Linked DNA regions of Mus musculus: region 2 is linked to region 1. The links are chromatin contacts, called in public Hi-C maps. All regions are on one chromosome and are shown on one strand. The core of a region is the stretch at or near the end of the contact, and the rest is flanking DNA. Distances in the headings are between cores, read along the strand shown. Region 1 has its middle 14 kb from the start of Homer3. Region 2 overlaps Pbx4 (pre B cell leukemia homeobox 4).

Evidence for each region. A called contact is a pair of places that touch in the nucleus more often than the background predicts.
Region 2: a Hi-C map of bone marrow-derived macrophages shows a contact between it and region 1, with 21 read pairs. The contact joins two enhancer-like sites. A contact is called at or near these places in 2 of 39 promoter capture datasets (cranial neural crest and maxillary cranial neural crest) and 1 of 484 Hi-C or Micro-C datasets (bone marrow-derived macrophages).

The regions. Positions count from the first base shown.
Region 1 is chr8:70,266,035-70,272,863 of GRCm38.p6, reverse strand. No RefSeq gene overlaps it. Among named protein-coding and RNA genes, the nearest start is that of Homer3, 14 kb to the left of the region's middle. Within about 2 kb of position 3,858, at least 46 of the 459 cell types and tissues checked have an H3K27ac peak or open chromatin away from gene starts, as enhancers often do. A contact at or near this core is called in bone marrow-derived macrophages, where this site is marked.
Region 2 is chr8:69,840,584-69,847,412 of GRCm38.p6, reverse strand. The region is part of intron 1 of Pbx4 (pre B cell leukemia homeobox 4); the gene reads right to left. Among named protein-coding and RNA genes, the nearest start is that of Pbx4, 11 kb to the right of the region's middle. Within about 2 kb of position 2,617, at least 13 of the 459 cell types and tissues checked have an H3K27ac peak or open chromatin away from gene starts, as enhancers often do. A contact at or near this core is called in bone marrow-derived macrophages, where this site is marked.

The DNA.
Region 1 (6,829 bases), core at 2,609-5,108:
GTTGTGTCCAGGCTAATGTCTTTGTTAACTATCAGGGGAACCTCTTGGTATGAATTAAATTAGCAAATCCCCAAGCCCCACCCATCAAAGGCTACAATGGCTAGCAAGTATCAGGCCTGTAGCTGAAGTTCTCATTCTGCTGTGACCCACCAGCCTCTGATACACCGATGCATTTGAAAAGTGTCTTGATTAATGATTTCCTTTGTCCTGTTACTATAAATAGTTCAATACTGTTACCACATTGGAACATGAAATATGGGGTAACCTGAATCTGTGTTCCTGGGCCTTGGTCACACAGTTGGTTCCAGAACAAACTCTTATCCCCTTTGAGGTGACAGTTGTCCTTTTGTATTAGCAAGTCCTGGCAGTTCCTGGCTCACTGGGGGGATGGGGTGGGGGCTTGTTCTGGATCAACTAGATACTGCCTGGGACCCAGTGACCCTTGCCTGGGCTCCTACCTCCACCCCACACACATTCATATTCACTGAGATGTCCTTAGGAAATGATCCTCAGGTCCCAGGGTGAAGGCGGGGCCGCGGGGGAGGGGAGTGGGGTGGGGGAAGAAGTTTGCTCTGTGAGGAGATAGAACCCAGGCCGGAGTGTGCCAGGGCAGCATTTGGCTAACTGGGCCCAGCCTCTCTGCTTTGCTTTTATTTTTGTGTTTCAAATCAAACACTGAAAAGAAGCTGGGTGTGGAGGTACAGCCAAGTCCCAGAAAGGATGGTTGTCTACCCAGGGCCCATCCCTGACACAGCTCAAGTGTCAGAATACTACCCTTTCCTTATTGGTCAAGGGTTTCATGTAGCCAGGCTGGCCTCCAGCTCACTATGGTGGTCTGAATAAAAGAAGCCCCCCATAGGCTCATGCCCTCTTTGAAAGGATTAGGTGGTTTAGGAGGTGTGGCCTTGTTAGAGGACCTGGAGTTTACTAGAATGAGGAGTGCCCACATGAGTCAACATATGAGGATGCGGAGCTCCTAGTTTTCTGCAGTGCCCTTCTGCAAGAGTCCATTGCTCACCCATCCATCACAGCCCTCACCCACCCATGTCTCCCTCACTCATCTACTCCATTTGTCTATTGTGGTGGTTTGAAAGCAAATGGCTCCCATAGGCCCACAGGGAGTGGCACTATTAGGGTGTGTGGCCTTGTTGGAGGAAGTGTGTCATTGGTTTAGCTTTGAGGTTTCAGAAGCTCCAGCTGGGCCTAGTGGCTCTGTCTGCCTGCTGCCTACAGCTCAGGATAGAGCTCTCAGCTCCTTCTCTGGCACCATGTCTGCCTACACGCTGCCATGCTTCCTCATGATGATAATGGACTGAAGCTCTGAAGCCCCAGCTAAATGTTCTCCTTTGTAAGAGTTGCTGTGGTCAGTGTCTCTTCACAGCAATGAGACCCTAAGGCATTCCTTCACACTCTCTAATTTGCACAACCATTACTCATTCACGCATTCTCCACTAATTCCTTTATTCATCTACTCGTTCATTCACTAGTTCACTCTTCAGGTCACTGGTCATTCCTTGATGGCTACTGATGAAGCTGAGGGTGATCACACCTCAGGTGTGACCTAAGGCCTTGCCACCACCTAGCACCTCCCCTCTGAGACAGGGCCTCACTATGACTATGGCATGTCTGTCACAGCCAGCAGACAGAACCTGGCTGCCTGAACATTCCAGAAAGGAGACAGTCCTCACTAACATGTGCAGTCAGTGTGTCTTCATCCCCCACCGGTGGCTTCTGTCTTTCCACACACTCTGGGGAGGAATGGCAAGGATGACAGTCACAGGCCAGAGGAAAGTATGGACTCTCCAGAGGCCACCGCTGCAGAAAGGTCACAGCATGGAGGAGAGGCCCTTTCCCAGTTGCTTGTGTAGCAAGTGTGCATTAGCTCTTGCATGTTCTTGGCCATTGGTTCTCAACCTCAAAAGACCACTGGAAACTACAGATATTGACACTATGAAGCAAAATAGTAGCAAAATTACATGTAGTGGCAATGAATATTCTTTTTTTTTTTTCTTTTGAGACAGGGTTTCTCTGTGTAGTCCTGGCTATCCTGGAACTCACTCTGTAGACCAGGCTGGCCTCAAACTCAGAGATCTACTGCCTCTGCCTTCCAAGTGCTGGGATTAAAGGCATGCGCCACCACTGTCAGGCATGAAATACTTTTTAAGGTTTCTACATATTATTTATGAATTAATAGGAAACATTGCAGACCAATGTGTCTTAATCCTTCCCTCCTCCTCTCTTCATCTTGGTTCATCTGGAATACAGCTTTGGAAGTAACTCTCTTTGCTTTGCTGACAACACACAGCCAGTCTCAGAGGTTGTTCTTCAAATGCTTTTTTTTTTTTTTTTTTTTTTGGTGAGCCATTTCAAATACCTTTTGGAGAAAGGCACCTCGGAAGTGACAATGACCTTGCTCTGCTTGATGGTCACAACCCCTCCGCCAAGATGGCCAGCTTTCCCATTCACCTTGATTCTCTCCTGGAGGAACTGCTCAAAATTGGCAGCAAATGATGAGTTCAGTCAAGGGTGAACTTCAAACCTGCTTTTTTTTTTGACTCCCCCCCCCCTTCACCACAAGCTTTTTCACAGGTGCCATGGCGGCAGAGGATGCAGAAAGGAGGGGGGGGCACATAATTTTTAAGCTTGAGTGTCATCACAATATGGAGAATTATATTAAAGGGCGGAAGCATAGGAAGATTGGGGACCACTGCCCTAGGCCATCTGACGAGGGCTGAAAGTGTGGGGAGGACCTGCAGGGTCTATGCAGCACTGCCTTGCTCTAAGTTACAAAAGAGACCCAAGTATGTTTTGTTTTTGTTTTGAGACAGGGTTGATCTGTGAAGCCTTGGATGTCCTGGAATTCACTCTGTAGACCAGGCTGACCTCAGGCTCAGTAATCCGCCCCTGCCTCCTTTGTGCTGGGACTAAAGGTGTGCGCCACCACTGCTTAGAGTCTTCTGAACACACACACACACACAAAGTACAGCCTAGGCTCTGGAAGTGTCCAGAGGCTTAGAGCACTTGCTGCTCTTGTGGAGGGCCAGAGCTTGGCTCTCAGTACCCAAGCCACTTAACACTTACCTCCAGAGGACATGACCCCTCCTTATGGGCACACTCAGGTTGGGCTTCTGTCATATGCTCAAGACCTGCCCCCCCCACCCCCTCCGCACCAAGACCACAAAGCTCTTGCTCCATCCACTTCTATTCCTGAAGGCCCTCTGTGGTCCCATTCAGGAGATGCCCCAACTCTCATTTCCAGAACCCTTCGAGAACACATCCACTGAGGAACAAGTGTTCAACCTGCAAATCTGTGGGGGAACAATTCATGGTCAAATGTTTCTCACTTTTTCTGGGATTGGAGACTCTAGTGGAGGATCATATCGGAACTCATAGGCACTTGTCACTCGAGCTCCAGGGGATGTGGTACCCTCTCCTGGCCTCCTTGGGGGGATGGAGCGCCCTCTTCTGACCTCCTTGGGCATTGTACTCACTCCCACACAAAGACACAAATATATCTTTTAAAAACTCTCAGGTGTGGTGGGAAGGAATTCACACCCCTGACAGCCTCGATTATTTTCATCACAAGACCTTTGCACGAGCTGTTTCCTTCACCTGCTGTGCTCCTGCTCTGGGTCCTCCTTCCAGGCCTCAGAGTCTTGTTTTTCTCCCACTCTCCCACTCCTTGTACTGTGGAGGTATCCTTTAAATAAACCCTGCAGCTTCTAATTTCATTGTGGTCTCCGATGTGGGGTGGGAACCAGTGTGCTCCTTAAATATGTGGTGAGAGGAACTGTGTCTGTCTTTCACCCGCTGGCACAGGAAGACAGCGTTCAGTTCAAATCAGAGGCTTTTCTCTCAGTGTACCACAGCTGCTTCCTAAACATAAGCTGGCGGTTGTAGTTCCTTCAGCATGTTCGCCTGGCACCGTTGTCACACTTCCTGTTTGCCTTCTTCCTTGGCTCCTCTTGGAGCTGTGCAGGCACTCTCCTTCCCACATGGTCCAGGCTGGGGAGTGGACAGCACCCATACCACCCACACAAGGATCTTCTTGATCTAAGGGCATGCAGGTTACTGAAAGCTTCTCTGGGAAGCTGGGTGTGGTGGTACATGGCTGCCATCCCAGAGGAGACAGGGTTGGAACTCAAGGCTGTACATGTAGGAGACTCTAAGATAAGCCAAGGGGCCTCTGTGAACAGCGCTTGCCTAGTATGTGAGAGGCCCTGGGCTCTAGGCACAGCATGCCCAAACCACTCCAATCAGAGGCCTAGTCCCAGGGCTTTAATTGCTCCAGGACTCTCGTGGTGAGAGGCCTTTTGTCAAAACCATCCCAAGACCAAGTATCTCAGCCTTGTCTGCCTAGACTCCTGCTGAGCCTTCATCTGTCAATGGGCAAACCAGCAAATCCCACAGACCAAAGGAGGCGAGCTCAGTCCCCTTTGAACACTAAACACCAGAGAGTAACTTGTATGGGACTTTCCTCCTCTCCTAACGACCCCTCCGCTTCTTTTTTGGACAGTATCTCAGTGTGTAGCCTAGACTGGACTCAGACACTAAGATTGAAGGTGTTGACACTCACCTTCATTGTTGGGGGTGTCACTAGAGCTAGGTCTGAATTTCTGGCCTCTTGTGATCTTCTTGTCTCAGTCTGTTCTTATTTGTACAGTGTCAGGCCCAGAAGGAACTCAGGATAAATGGCTAACTGTGGTGCCTACTGGCATACCAACGCGTCTGCTGGCTTCCAGGCTCACTCAGGTCCCCCTCAGCTCTTCGCTTAGGTTTTCCCAACCCTAAGCTTCTTCAGCTCAAGGGCTTCCCTTCCTCCTACTTCTCATTTCTATAGAACCCTGTTATTCCAGTCATGACCTCTGAGGGTCACCTTTGCCCACTCTCTCCTCTCTCCCACCCCAGTTCAGTCTGCTGACTGTGTTCCTTCTGTTACTCTGTGTCCTTACTCAGGACTGTCCCAGATGTCTTTAGCTGTACTCCTATCTACAATAAAAACCCTGCCCACAACCTTATCTTAGAGTGGCTATGTCCTCAGTTTATACATCTGGTGCTGAAACTCCCACTATTATAAATACAATGATAATACGTGAGATGGGGTGATGGTACACTCATGTCATTCCCGGCGTTTGGGAAGCTGAAGCAAGAGAATCACAGGTTCCAGGCCAGCCTGGGTTCCAGATAGACAGCTCCTGTTTTCATATCAATGAAAGGCAGACTGGAAATGAGTTTGCTGGGAGAGTGGCTGGAATCAGCCTAGGCAGAGTGGCTGGGATGCAGGGACCTTCCTTGTCCACAATTCATATTCAGAACCAGGAGGCTCCTGACCTCTGGGCCAGGATATTAACCCCCATTAAGTAGGAAGCACGGGAAAATATGCCCTGAAGAATTGAGCAATTCAGCTCTTCTTAGATCTGCTTCCTTGGTTGTAAAATGTGGACAGCTGTCAGGCCGATGGCCCCAGCTCCTGAGTCTGGGCCCCCAAGGTGGAAGGAAGGAGCAGTAGTGAGCAGAAGCCCATTCCTGCTTACTCGGTAACTGTGGGCAGCCCCTCCACTGACCATCAACGGGGGGCCCCTGCTACTCCACCAGGGGCTCAAGATCCTGCAGGGTCAGTCAGGGGCTTCTGGACTACAGGCCAGTGATGTCCGTGCAGGACTGTATGGACTGTAGGAAGGAGCAGGTGAGCCTGCTTCCCTTTCCCTCTGCCCATCGCCCCACTTCAGATAGTAGAAGGCTAGGGGTGGGATAAAGAGCTGGGCACTGGGGCAGGGTCCCTCAACTCTGGGATCCATTGCCAGAGGCTTGGCAAGAAGAGCCAAATGGATGCAAGAGGTGTGTTTCATGACAACCTGTGTATGCATGTGTACTATCACGTTATTCTACAATGTGTTAAGATACACATTTAACCCCACATTTAGGAGGCAGACGGAGTTCTGAGTTTGATGGTAGCTTGACTTCCAGGCCAGTGGTTTGGTGTAGTGAAACCTTGTTTCAAAAACTAAACCAAGAGTCTAGAGAGATGACTCAGTAATTAAGAGCAGTGGTTGCTCTTCTAGAGGACCAGGATTTGATCCCCAGAACCCACCTGGCAGCTCAGTATCAACTATAATTCTAGATATGGGGGTGGGGTGGGATGTCTGACAGCTTCTGGTTTCCTGGGACATGGCATGCCATGGTACACTTACATACAATTAGACATACAATAAAAATAGTCAGATGGTGGTGGCACACTTCCCAGTACAAGGAAGGCAGGGGCAGGTGATCTCTGCGAGTAGAGATCTCTGGGTTGGACACCTGATCTACAGAGTGTGTTCCAAGGCTCTGTGTGTGCCGGGCTACATAGAGAAACTGTCTGGAAGAACAAAAAAATTAAAAAAATAAAAAGTGTCACTGGCAGCTAGGCCATTGCTCAGCCGCAATATATAAATGTTTCCCTTAAGAATACTTTAAGGGTGCCAGACGTGGTGGTGCACGCCTTTAATCCCAGCACTTGGGAGGCAGAGACAGGCAGATTTCTGAGTTTGAGGCCAGCCTGGTCTACAAAGTGAGTTCCAGGACAGGGCTATACAGAGAAACCCTGACTCCAAACAAACAAACAAACACAAACAAAACACAACAAAACAAGAATACTTTAAGGGGCTGAGAATGATGGTGCACGTCTTCAATCCCAGTGCTCTGTGAGTTCAAGGCCAGTCTGGCCTACATACGGAGTTCCAGGACAAACAGGACAATAGACACTGCCTCAAGAATAACAACGAAAAACAAATACAAGCACAAGATTATTCTAAGGGACCAGAGGACTCAGTGGTTAAGAGCCCTGGCC
Region 2 (6,829 bases), core at 1,368-3,867, 420 kb after region 1:
TAAAAGGAAATGTGTGCTTGCTGTCTTGGGAGAATTAGGAGCTGGGATCAAGGAATGCTGATTCATAGGATAAACAAAAGGAAACCTGGAGTAAAATGACTGGATTGATATGTAGAATGAGACTGGGCTAATGAGAGAGAGAGAGAAAGAGACAGAGTGAGCAAGTATGCACCTGGAAAGCTATCTCCAGCAGAACATAGGCTTGGACTCCCATTTGACCCTCCACACGTGGCATTTACCAGCTCTTTCATAAAACCTAACTATGAACAATTAGCCCATTTCAGTTTGTTTTGCAACACTGTTACACTTGGCGAGGCCTGCTAAAGGACTGCTGGTCATTCAGAGGCAAGAACTCTGCACATATGTCTAAAATCAGACTCCCAGTGACTTAAAATTGGAGCTCCCTAACAAAAGCAAGCTGCCACATAATTGCTTAGAATTGTTTGGAAATGACAGGTAAAAATCAGGAGCTATGATCTACAGTTGGTAGAATAGGGCTCATGTTTGATAGAGAATGTTCCTCGGTCCTGCTGTAACCTGCATGTGGTAGCCCTGTCATGATGATGTCTCAGGGACACTGAGGAAGTTAGGGCTGCTGGGGACAGAGCACCAAGCTTCATTTCTCACCATTGTTCTATGTGAGGCTAAGTAGTTTGGATATATAATTTTAGAACTTGTTTTGTTTTGTTCTTTTGGAGACAGGGTTTCTCTGTCTCTGTTTCTCTGGAACTCATTTTGAGGACCAGGCTGGCCTTGAACTGACAGAGATCCACCTGCCTTGGCCTCCTGAGTGCTGAGATTAAAGGTATGTGTCACTACACCTGGCTTTATACCCAGGTTTTTTAATGGCAGCTCCACATTAGTTTGGAAAGGATTCTCATAAGGATTCTCACAGTACTTGGGGAATACTTTCCTTTCCAAATGTTTCACTGGGAAGTGAGGCAGGAGGGTCTAGAGTCCTATTATGTATGTTTGTCTAAGACATTTCTCAGTGCAGGGGTGAACCAGGATCCTCCACAGTTACCTACACATAGCATATATACACATAAATAAAAATAAGTGCATTTATAACCTAGGCATGACTACATAGCCCAGGGCTAAAGGTCAAAGGAGGGCAGACTGGGAGCTCACTGGCCATTCAGTGGAACCAAAATGGCCAACTTCAGGTTCAGTGAGGACCCCATCTACAAGGAATCCAGTAGAGAATGTCTTCCTCTGGCCTACACATACACATGCATGTGTGCCTCAAAAAATGTTTTCTGCTCTCATTTAGCAACTTCAGCTGAACAGCAGCTGAGGTGGAGATCTCCCCCAGTTGATTTCCCTTCTGAAGGGGGTTCATGCATGCTTATGTGCATGCAGCCTGCACTGTGGGCTTAAAGTGCTTTTTTGTTTGTTTGTTTGTTTGTTTTGTTTGTTTTTCGAGACAGGGTTTCTCTGTGTAGCCCTGGCTGTCCTGGAACTCACTCTGTAGATCAGGCTGGCCTCGAACTCAGAAGTCTGCCTGCCTCTGCCTCCCCAAGTACTGGGATTAAATGTGTGCGCCACCACTGCCTGGCATGTTGTACATTTTTAAAAAGTCAACTGATGTCAGGAGCCTAGAAGATGATTTAGTGGTCTTGAGAACATTGGCTGTTCTTGCAGAGGACCTGAGGTCAGCTCCCAGCACCTTTTGTCACAAAGCTGACGAATAACAGGTGCCCCAGTGGCATAGGATCCACTGCCCTCTTCAGGCTTCTGAGGACGGCGCCACCCCAGCCCCCACAGCCGATAGACTCACAAATAAAAAAAAAAAAAAACATACACACAAGTAAAATAATCAATGTAATCTATCACATTTATAGGCTAAAAATCTCACAGATGGAACCTGCTTTTAAAAGCATTAGCAGATGTTGGTCCAGCCTCTTCATGAATTTTCCAATGGGAGAGTGAGGTGGCACCCTTAACCTTAGGAAATACTACTGTGAAACCTAGTCAGGAATGGTGGTGCACACCTGTATAATCTCAAGATTCAGAAGGCAGAGGCAGGAGGAGGACCTCAAATTCAAGGCCAGCCTGGGCTACAGAGTCAGACCCTGCCTCAGGCACCTCCTGCCACAGAAAGGGCAGCACAGATTTGTGATCCCAGAGCTGGGAAGGCTGAGGCAGAACCTGAACCATAGAGTATACCATGCCCTAAAAACTAAAGCATTAAATAACATCTAAAAGACAATGCGGTGGTACGTCAGGCAGGACAGCTCTCCGGTGAACTTGCATGCAATGGATCAGATAGGGTGCTACAGAGAGAAGCTGGAGGAGGGAACAGCCCTGTGCAGCTGTGGTGTAGGCTGAATGTTCTGGGTGCCTTTGTTTCCTTGTGGTACTAGGAATGGAACAGAGGGCCTAGCCACAGCAGACACGTGCTCTGTCCCTCAGCTACCCACCTACAGAAACCTAGTGCCCAGTCACAGCATGAAAGTGAGGCTTCACTAAGGGCTGGTGAGCCTTTTCCTGAGTGGAAAGCCTTGTAACAAAAGCCCACACCCTTGGAAAAGCAAGCCCAGGGTGAAGAGGCGCTGTAGCTGCCTAGATGCTTGCAGCCATCCCTGGGGCCCACAAGGAAAAGAGGCAATCTGTAAGTTGTCCTCTGATTGTATATGTGCTGAGTCACACACACAAATAAATAATAAATGTCAAAAGGAAGCTGGTGGAAGACTAAATTAGTATAGCTATTATAGAAATCTGTAGCGCTTCCTCAAAAAATTAAAAATAGAATTACCATATGACCCAGCTACTGGGCATCTAACAGTCCATACCCTAACACAGAGACACTCGTACATCCATGTTCACAGTTCCCCTATTCATGATGGCAAGATGATGTAGGTACCCATCAACAGAAACATGGATAAGATAAATGTAGTGTAGGGCTGAACAGATGGCTCAGAGGTTAAGAGCACTAGCTATTATTCTTCTAGAGGACCTAGGCTCAACTCTCAGCATCCGCATGGTGGCTAATGACCATCTAACTCCAGTTTCAGAAGATCCAGTGCCTCCTCCTGGGCACCAGGCACACACGTGGTGCACAGATATGCGTACCGGTGACACACCCAAACACACACAATAAAAAGAGTAAAGTGCCGGGTGGTGGTGGTGCACGCCTTTAATCCCAGCACTTGAGAGGTAGAGGCAGGTGGATTTCTGAGTTCAAAGCCAGCCTGGTTTACAGAGTGAGTTCCAGGACAGCCAGGGCTATACAAAGAAACCCTGTCTCGAAAAACAAAACAAAACAAAACAAAACAAAACAAAACAAAACAAAACAAAACAAAAAATGAGTAAAGTAAAAACTGAAAAAATTTAAAAAGTCATACATATACACAATGGATTATTATTCAGCTGTAAAGAACAATAAAATTGTGAATTTTGCAGGAAAATGGATAGCTCGGGAAAGGGGTAACAAACTCAGAGAAACAGGGGTTCAAGCCCTAGGATCCACACAGTAGCAGGAGAGGGGACTCCAGAGCAAAGCGTCTGCTGACTGAACACACACCCAACCCCTCCAAAGTAGGTAGATGTTTTATTAGTCTAAAAAATAAAGACAAAAGGGTGTCTGTCCTTCCTCCTCAGATCCTAGCCTGTAATGAAAACCGGTGTGAGTGAATCCTGGCTCCCGAGGTCAGGAAGGGAAGAACACAGCAATGAGGAGGGGTGGAAGGGGCAGAGCCCTGGGTGAGGATGCTAGCTACAAGAAGAAAACCACAAAACCACACCAAGTTCAAGAATATCATTAATATCTAACATATTATATGTTTATTTAAAATAAAAAATTTGAGCAGGGCGTGGTGGCACACGCCTTTAATCCTAGCACTCGGGAGGCAGAGGCAGGCGGATTTCTGAGAGTTCCAGGACAGCCAAGGCTACACAGAGAAACCCTGTCTCGAAAAACCAAAATAAAATAAAATAAAATAAAATAAAATAAAATAAAATAAAATAAAATAAAATAAAATAAAATAAAATAAAAAATTTAAGCAGGGCAATGGTAGCACACGCCTTTAATCCCAGCACTTGGGAGGCAGAGGCAGGTGGATTTCTGAGAGTTCCAGGATAGCCAGGGCTACACAGAGAAACCCTGTCTCAAACGCTATACCCCCCCAAAAATATATTTTAAAGGGTTCCCTTGAGAAGAGGGGGTGTTGGGCAGGTGAGGCACCAAAGAACACCTTGCCCCTGAGTCAGTCGTCTGGAAGCAGGAAACAGCCCTCCCTCCCCAGGCCTGGAATCTGCAGCTGCCTTCATTGTTGTGACCTAGGGAAGTCTGTCAGGTTGCTCAGATAGACTGAGATAAGTTGCCTTTGCCACAGTGTGAGGTACAGAGGCCTGTGTCTCCAGACAACCCATCAAGCTTGCTACTTTCTCTTTCGACCAGGTTGCTTGGAGCCCCCCACTCCCTACTCTTGTGAGGAATTTCCAAACTTAGGGTCTCACCCTGCCTTCTTAAAGCAGCTTGTCCGTTCCTGCTGAGTCTGCATGCTCTGGCTGAGTGGAAACTTCTGGCAACCAGAAGTACCTTAACATTTCAGAGCTTTTGTTGCCTGACGAGTCCCAAGAAAATGCAGCCAGCACATATAGAGAGACTATGACTCAAACAGATCGAGAACCTGGAGAGTCCTCAGTCCTAAGAGATAACCTTAGTGGGGAGTAGTCAGGACAATAACCTATGGCACACTGAAGGAAGGAACCAGAGGACAGAAAGACCTCCCATGTGCATGGCTCAGTGTTGTGAAGATAGCTATACTGCAAGAAGCAATCTATAGATTCGATGTAATCCCCATCAAAATTCCATCAGCAGTTTTCACAGAAACAGAAAAACCACTTCCCAGCCCTGGGGCCGTAAGGACAGGAGTTCAAGGCCATCCTTGACTACACAGTGAATTTGAGGACAGCTTGGAGACAGCTCCTGGGCTGGTGAGGTGGCTCATGCAGTACAGGATCCTGTCACTATGCAGGGGACCTGAGTCAATTCCCCATTTCTGCAAGGTGTCCCTTGTCCTGTACTTGCAAGTGCTCACATACATACATAAAATAAATGGCCGAATGTAAACAGACAAAACAACCGCTACCCACCTCACCCCAAGGGACATGATCTGCTCTAAAAAAGAGAATCCATTTTCCTTTTTCCCACAAGCAGCAGCCTGTCATGAGCAGATGTGTCTTAGTCATGGATCCTGTGTTCTACAAACATCCCTGGAGCTTGTTTGGAGGGTCTAGCAGGGGATGCAGCTGCTCTATGCTGGAGACAGGAGCGCACTCCTCCAGTCTGCGAGAGGCCAATGTGGAGGAAGATGGGAAGGGACACCGTCTGAGCCAGCCAGTTTAGTCCATTCAACCCTGCCTATATATGGGTCACAGTCAGCTAACACTCACACCCTTCTGTCTGTCCTTCCTTCCACTATCCTTCGCTGTCTATCCTGTCACAAAATGTAGCTCTGAGGCATTTTATTATATTTTATATATATATGTTATTATACACACACACACACACACACACACGCATGCTTGTATGAACTTAAAATTCATTACACATTTACTACATTTTAAAAATCTTTCTGAAAATGTTTTTAGATGTATTTTGTGTGTATGGGTGTTTTGTCTGCGTGTATGTATGTGTACCATGTGTATGCCTGGTGGCCACAGAGGCCAGAAGGTACTGGATTCCCTGGAAATGGATCCAGGCCCTCCATGAGAGCAGCATGTCCTTGGCCTCCAAGCCATGGCTCTAGTCTCTACTTCATTTTGTGGTCTCACTTTCTGGTAAATAACTCCCTTGATTATTTTAGCTGCTACACTATTACATTTTTAACAATTTTGTATTTAGTGTACGCTCTGTGTGTGTGTGTGTGTGTGTATGTGTGTGTGTGTGTGTGTAAGTTAGAAGTTTACCTGGGGGAGTGGGTGCTCTCCTTTGACCAAGTGGGTTCCAGGAAGTCAACTTAGGTCATCAGGCTTGGCAGCCTTTACCTGCTGAGCCACTGTACCAATCCCCATTTTCCTGTCTTTAAACACACTTGACCCAGCCCCTCATGTACTGCAACACTCAGGAGAGCAGGCCCTGTACCTCATCTGGGCAGAACAATAAAGCTGGCCCTGCTGTCGTGGGCAAGGGTCCCCTAGCTCCAAGGGTATGAGAGGGTGAGAGCTGGCTCTGCCCTTTGCCAACTGGGGCATTGAGTGAGCTAGCCAGGCGGGTGCTGGAGGGCTCGCCATGAAGGTGAAGGTGCAGGACAGCTGGCAGGCTGACCAACGCAGCTACCACCCAGGCCCACGTCCAGGGCTTTTGAATCGCCTACCTCAACATCTACCCCATCCGTGAACTGCTGGAGCACATGAAGGGATCAGTCCAAAAGTAGATCCAAAGCTGCAGGATCTCCATGTCAGTGTCACGGGGCAACAACAGGATATCTGAGAAGTCCTGGTGAGGATCCAGTACTGGTAGAAGCCAGAGGCCTCGAACCAGGCCAGTGATTCACTGCAATGAACATTTGTAAGTAAAGAAGTGTGGACAAGAGGGTGCACTGTAGGGCACATTGTGACACACTGCAGTACCCACAAGGAGACTCTTTTCTTTTGGTGGGGGGGCTGCAGGGCAGAGGGCAGGTGCGAGGGGATGGGGATGCAAGTAGAATTGGAATGCATGATGGGAAATTCACAAAAAATAGAAAAAAAAATTAAAAAATCAAATTTGCCAGGACAATAAAGATGAGTGGCCTCACATGGTGAGGTGGGAAGTGGGAAGTTCTTGATGACTTGGTCCAGCCAGGAGAGATGAAGTCGGCTCCACCTACCGCACTGACAG